Regions from separate parts of the Sus scrofa genome. Here region 1 is linked to region 2. A link is a contact called in public promoter capture Hi-C data. All regions are on one chromosome and are shown on one strand. Each heading gives the region's core, a stretch centred on a gene start, on an enhancer-like site or on the middle of the called end of the contact. The rest is flanking DNA. Distances are from core to core; before and after follow the strand shown.

Region 1 (2,700 bases), core at 29-2,528, 250 kb before region 2:
ACACCTCCAAAACCAAGGGTAGGCAAAGGCAATTGATCCAAGGGCACTGTGAGACGAACACTTGAACCATCCTGCCAGCCCCATTCATACCACCTGATTCTCTGGCTGTCCTGGGTGGAAAATTGCTGCCAGACGGGACAGGAACATTCACCTGAGGCCAGCTGAGAGACCCCAGGCTGGATCTGAGATGTCACCAGGGTGCCCGTGGGTCTTACCCTCTTTGTAGAATGGCCTTAAAACTGGTTTCCCTGCCTCCTTGAGGTCCCAGAACCCCAGTTCCCCACGATCCATGAGGCCTGTTCCTCTGAGGACAGTCACAGCCTATGCTAAGCCACCGTGGAGGCTGACTGGTAGCTCAGTCAACAAGGGCAAGTGCCCCCTCCACGTTTTTCCGAGTCAGGAAATGACACAGAAAGGCAATGGACGGCCGCAAGAGCTAGAAGGTCCGAGGACCAATTGTAACAAACAGGAAAGGGTCTCTGGGCCATCAGGGAACTAGGGAGCTCTGAAAACAGTCCTCCTGCCTCCCCGTCCCCAGACTCCGGTGGCCACGGCCACAACCAGGTGGAAGCCAAGAAAGGGCTGAGCCAGCAGCCAGCCAGGTGAGGGGCCTCAGCACCCCTGCGAGCAGCCTTGGGGTGGGGTGGGGTAGGGGGTCAGGTCTGGGCAGCCACTGAGAAGTAGAGGGTGTGTGTGCGTACATGTGGTACATATGTGTTAATGTGTGGGTTTGTGGGTGTGTAAATGTGTGCGTGTGAGTAAGCAGTGTGTGGGTGGTTTATGAGTGTGTGACTGTGTCTGTGTTCAGTGTTCTAATGAAATGAGGGGATGCCAAGACCTTTATCCCCCATGATGGTCCCTCTGGTCACGACGATCTCCCTCCAGCACTGGGCAGGTGCCACTGAAAAACCTGGGCCACTCAGGAGGCAGCAGGACAAGGGTATGTTCTGGGGCTGAGGCTGTGGCCACATCAGGGAGTGTGAGCCCTAAGTGACAAGAGTGGCAGAGTCAAGTGTAAAGACGTCTGATTCTTTGGAAGTTTTACAGAGGTGGGAATCCGGCCAGGGTGAAGGAGGACTTCTTGTGTCCTTGCGGCAAGCACATGGAGAGGGCAGGAGGGACAGTCACCATACCCACACCTGACTTTCCCGGGCCCCTCCCCCACCCCTTGCACCCTCTGGCAGCCCAGTCTCCCTGGCAGGTTGGCTCAGAGCAGAGGGCAAAGACCAGTCTCGGCTCCCTTTATAAAATGGGCCTAGGCTGGTCAAGCCTTCAGAGTGCTCTGCATGGCCTGGTCTTAGGTGCTTGGTGCGGTGAGGAGCCCAGTGTGCACTGAGGCAGCCATGGGTCTGCTGACTGGGGATTTACTGGGGATCCTGGCCTTGGCCATGGTCATCTTCCTGCTCCTGGTGGACTTGATGCACCGGCGCTCACGCTGGGCTCCACGCTACCCACCGGGCCCCATGCCACTGCCTGGGCTGGGTAACCTGCTACAAGTGAACTTCCAAGACCCACGTCTCAGCTTTATCCAGGTGAGCAAGGTGATGGTGGGAAGTGGGCAGTGAAGGTCTTAGGGACCCCACACAGCAGCAGACTGTGGTCACTGGACAAAGCCACAGTCTGGCCTAGGAGCTGGGCTGAGAAGAGGAGGCAGATTCGAGAGGCTTCCTGAGGGAGGGTGTTTGTGCAGTTCCTGAGGACAGTTCAGATTTTCCAAGCAAAGTTCAGAGAGGGCAAAGGTGGAGGTGGGGGTTGGGGTGGACATGACTCGGCTACAGGCTGGGAATTCGGTTGGCCAGCACCTAAATGGTGTGAGCCTGAGCCCCTCTGATTACATCAGAGGAGGAAGTGTCTTGAGAAGGGGGATGGGCATCTGGTCATGAGCTCTATTTATTTCTTTATTTTGTTTTTTTGTTTGTTTGTTTTTAGGGCCGCACTTGCAGCATATGGAGGTTCCCAGGCTAGGGGTCGAATCAGAGCTGCAGCTGCTGGCCTACACCACAGCCACAGCAACATAGGATCTGAGCCATGTCTTCAGCCTACACCACAGCTCATGGCAATGCTGGATCTTTAACCCACTGAGCGAGGCTAGGAATCGAACCCGCCACGTCATGGTTACTAGTCAGGTTCGTTTCCACTGTGCCACATCAGGAACTCCATGAGCTCTATTTAAATCAGGAAGTTCAGGCTGAGAGAGGTGCAGTGATCTGGTTCAAATCTTTTGTCACCTTGAGACCCTGGGCCCCGGTGCTCACCTTTATGAACCTTGGTTTCTTCCCCTGTAAAATGGGGTGCTAACTTGGCCTATTGACAATTTTGGTGACCTTTACACAGTCATAGCTGGGTGATTTGAGGCAACTTGAGGTCCTGGACCATAATGTATGTAACTCCCAGGGTCCTAAGGCTGGATGAAGTCCTTGCAGCAGGGGTCCCCCAAGGCTAACGCCGTGAGGCTAGGCCTGCAGCCTGGTGGGGCCTGAACTTGACAAAACGCCTTTGACCTTTGGCCTGCAGCTGCGGCGCCGCTTTGGGGATGTATTCAGCCTGCAGCAGATCTGGAGGCCCGTGGTCGTGCTCAATGGGCTGGCGGCTGTGCGGGAGGCGCTGGTGTCCCACAGCCATGAAACCTCCGACCGCCCACCTGTGTTCATCTTAGAGCACCTGGGTTACGGGCCGCGCTCCGAAGGCAAGCAGAGGAGG
Region 2 (2,884 bases), core at 240-2,739:
CAATTAGCCTCTGCCACTATCTCATCCCCTGGAAGAGAATCTTCTGCTGCCTGGGTTTCTTCATCTGTATAATTAAATGGGAGCCATCCTACCTGCCTGCAAGGCTGTAGTGAGATCTTGGACTTGAAAGCACTTGGTAAAACTCAAGAGCAAAACACACCTGAGTTACTGATTAAGAGCATGGGTTCTGGACAATCTAAAGTTAACACCTCCTGCTCTCAGTGTCCTGTAAAGTAGGAGCAATAAGAACATCTATCTCGAGTGACTGTAGTGAGGAATAAGTGAAACAATATAAAGTGTCTGGGGCCTAGAATATCGGAAGAGCCCAACTACTGAGAATTATTATTTTGGTGACTAACCTATTCACTGGACTCCTCACCCCCCAGGATCAGGTAGTGGCGACACCAACACTGGCCCAGGAACTGTGCTCTGTAACCAGCTGGGGGACCCCGGGCAAGCCGCTGACCCTCTGCAAACTTTAGGTTCCGTAGCCACCAAATGAGAGTATTGCAAGAGAGCATCCCTGGGCTCCTACCAGCTCTTCCTTTCCGCTGTTAAGGTCGTCGGAACAAAGGCCACCCGCTCCCCAGCCTGTCCCCGAGGGGCCACAACTCAAAACTCCTGCTGCTCAACTCCCTGTGCAGAACGACAGCAGGAGCGGCCCGGTCTCAACCCCGGAGAGATGCGTCCACGTTACGCCGCCACCACTCGTTTCATCAGCAACCTGCTTCTGCGGCCGCTCGCTGCCCAAAGTTTCCCGAAGCACGGAGAAACTGGGCCGTGGCTCAACCCGGAGAAGACCTGAGGGGTGAGCGCGCGGAGCCTGGGGGCCCGGCCCCGGGAATCCCAAGCTGCCCACGCGGCCGGGCGGGGAGTGACAGGTGCGACGTGGGCCCGCTGGCTGGCAAGCGGGACCTCGGGCGGCGCGTGTAGGCGCGCAAGGGAAACGGCGGCCGCGCGCTCCCCTCAGGCCGCTCCCCCGCGACGCCCCCGACAAGATCCCATGGTCTGCCGAAACCGAGCGGCCCGGCGGGGCTGAAACCCGCAGCGCCGAGGGCTGGGGACTGCCGGGGCGACCGCGCGTGCCGGTTCTTCCCGCGCGAGACTGGGGTGCCGGGGGATGGGCGTACGCGCCCCCGCGCGCGCCGCCGTAACCCCTTCCTCTCCGCGCGCCCCCGCACTCCCATCCACCCACCCACCCATCACTCACCGTCGATGTCCCCTAGGGTCAGCTCGTCGCCCAGCTCCGTGAGGGTCTCCATGGTCTCCAGACCGCCCAGCTCGCCGCTTTCGTCCATCGCCCGGCTCGGCGCAGAGGACCCCCCTGCCGTCCCGCTCAGGGAGACGCGAGGGCGGTGCCGCCGTCACCACCCATGACACCCAAGAGCTCCCGCCCGGTACTGCCTCACCGGCCGGTGCCAACCGCCGCCATGTTTGCGCTGCGCGGGAGGGCGGGGCGGGATTCCCCCGCCCCAACCCGCGCCCTCTATGGCCCCGCCCCCAGGCCGCGCACCCCCTTGTTTGTTGTCAATGGGACCAGGCCCATCTTGACCAATCGCCTTGCGGAGCGGCGCGTGGGGTGATGGCGCGTCAACGATCAGCAGCTCAGATTTGCATAAGAAGGCTCCTCCCCTGGCGGCCTCTTAGCGAATGCGAAGAGAAGGCTCCGGGTCCTCAGTCCAACCTTCTTCCCCTCGTTTAAAGGAACCGCTCCCTTTTTTGTTGGTTTGGCTCCGCAAGCTACTACCTCTGACTGCTGGGAGTTGAAGGGTTAACAAGTTCCGCCCCCGGCCGCGGGAGGCCCCCGAAGCCAGCCTTAAGCACATTACGTCATCTTCCCAGCTGTTCCCGCCCTCCCCACGATCCCAGCCCGCTGGGGAAGCGGGTGGAATCAAACCTAGACCCCTAGTACTGGAGCACGGAGGAATCCTTAGATCGTTAAAGTCACGTTCCAGCTAAGCCCCTTGCAAAGGCGCTACGAAAGCTCGCGAACCGCCTAAGAGTGGAGCATGTTTTGCAATTCATGCGCCTTTGCACCTGCCGCGACGACGCGCTTACTCCGACAGCCTCACCCAGTCTCACCCCGGTACATCAGAATCCCTTGCAGTCCTTTAAAATAATGCCAGTGCCTGGAACTATCACAGGCCTCCAGAGGTTGGGTCCGGGCATGAGCATCATGCGGGGATTATGAGGCGCAACCCACCCACGGATTCCCACTCTTAAACTTCTCAGTTCTGCAGCTGGTCACGATATAAACAAATGTGCACGTTTCTAGGAATTTATAAATAAGGAAGACAAATATGAGTGTTTAAAAAATTTGCAAGTTTGTGTGTTCAAAGGCGTTCATCAGAGTCTTCTGTAAATTGAGAAAAATTGGGAAGCCCAATAACGACCTGCTGAATAAATTACATCCACACAATGTAATTATCATGGCATCATTAAACATTACATACATGAATGTCTATCTGTTGACAACGACTTTCACAGTATTAAAAGGGGAAAGTATGTTTACTGCTGGTCTGTGAGAGGCAGCTGTTGCTTGGTGGTCAAGACAGACTTCACAGGCCCTGTGAAGGCAGGCATACGGGTCCATTTATGAACGAGTGACTCTGAGCTAAATAAACGCCCTAAGCTTCAGTTTTGTCATCTCTAACATGGGAATAGTGTCCCTCATAGTTGTGAGGAAAGTGGAATCACACAATTCAACCAATCACATTGCACATTCATTTGACAATATTTATTGAACATCTCTGGGGCAAGCAAAGAGACAATTCCTGCCCTCTGAGAGCCTCTGGTCCGGTAAAGAAAACATTGATATTTAAGACGAAACCTGAAATTATGAGAACTGCATCTGGTATAGCCAAGGGAACAAACAACACAAAGG

Evidence for each region. Promoter capture Hi-C pulls out the DNA fragments that hold promoters and counts their contacts.
Region 1: a promoter capture Hi-C map of liver shows a contact between it and region 2, with 2.9 times the contacts expected there. The contact joins the promoter of CYP2D25 here to the promoter of SREBF2 in region 2. A contact is called at or near these places in 1 of 5 promoter capture datasets (liver) and 1 of 47 Hi-C or Micro-C datasets (liver).

The regions. Positions count from the first base shown.
Region 1 is chr5:6,537,743-6,540,442 of Sscrofa11.1, forward strand. It overlaps CYP2D25 (vitamin D3 25-Hydroxylase), which reads left to right and starts at 1,279. Exons shown (of 9, transcript NM_214394.1): 1 at 1,279-1,532; 2 at 2,515-2,686. The coding sequence starts at 1,344.
Region 2 is chr5:6,783,235-6,786,118 of Sscrofa11.1, forward strand. SREBF2 (sterol regulatory element-binding protein 2) reads right to left here and starts at 1,490. Exons shown (of 19, transcript XM_021091444.1): 1 at 1,211-1,490. The coding sequence starts at 1,298. It overlaps MEI1 (meiosis inhibitor protein 1), which reads right to left. Exons shown (of 36, transcript XM_021091442.1): 36 at 2,723-2,884. CCDC134 (coiled-coil domain-containing protein 134) reads right to left here. Exons shown (of 7, transcript XM_021091452.1): 7 at 2,723-2,884.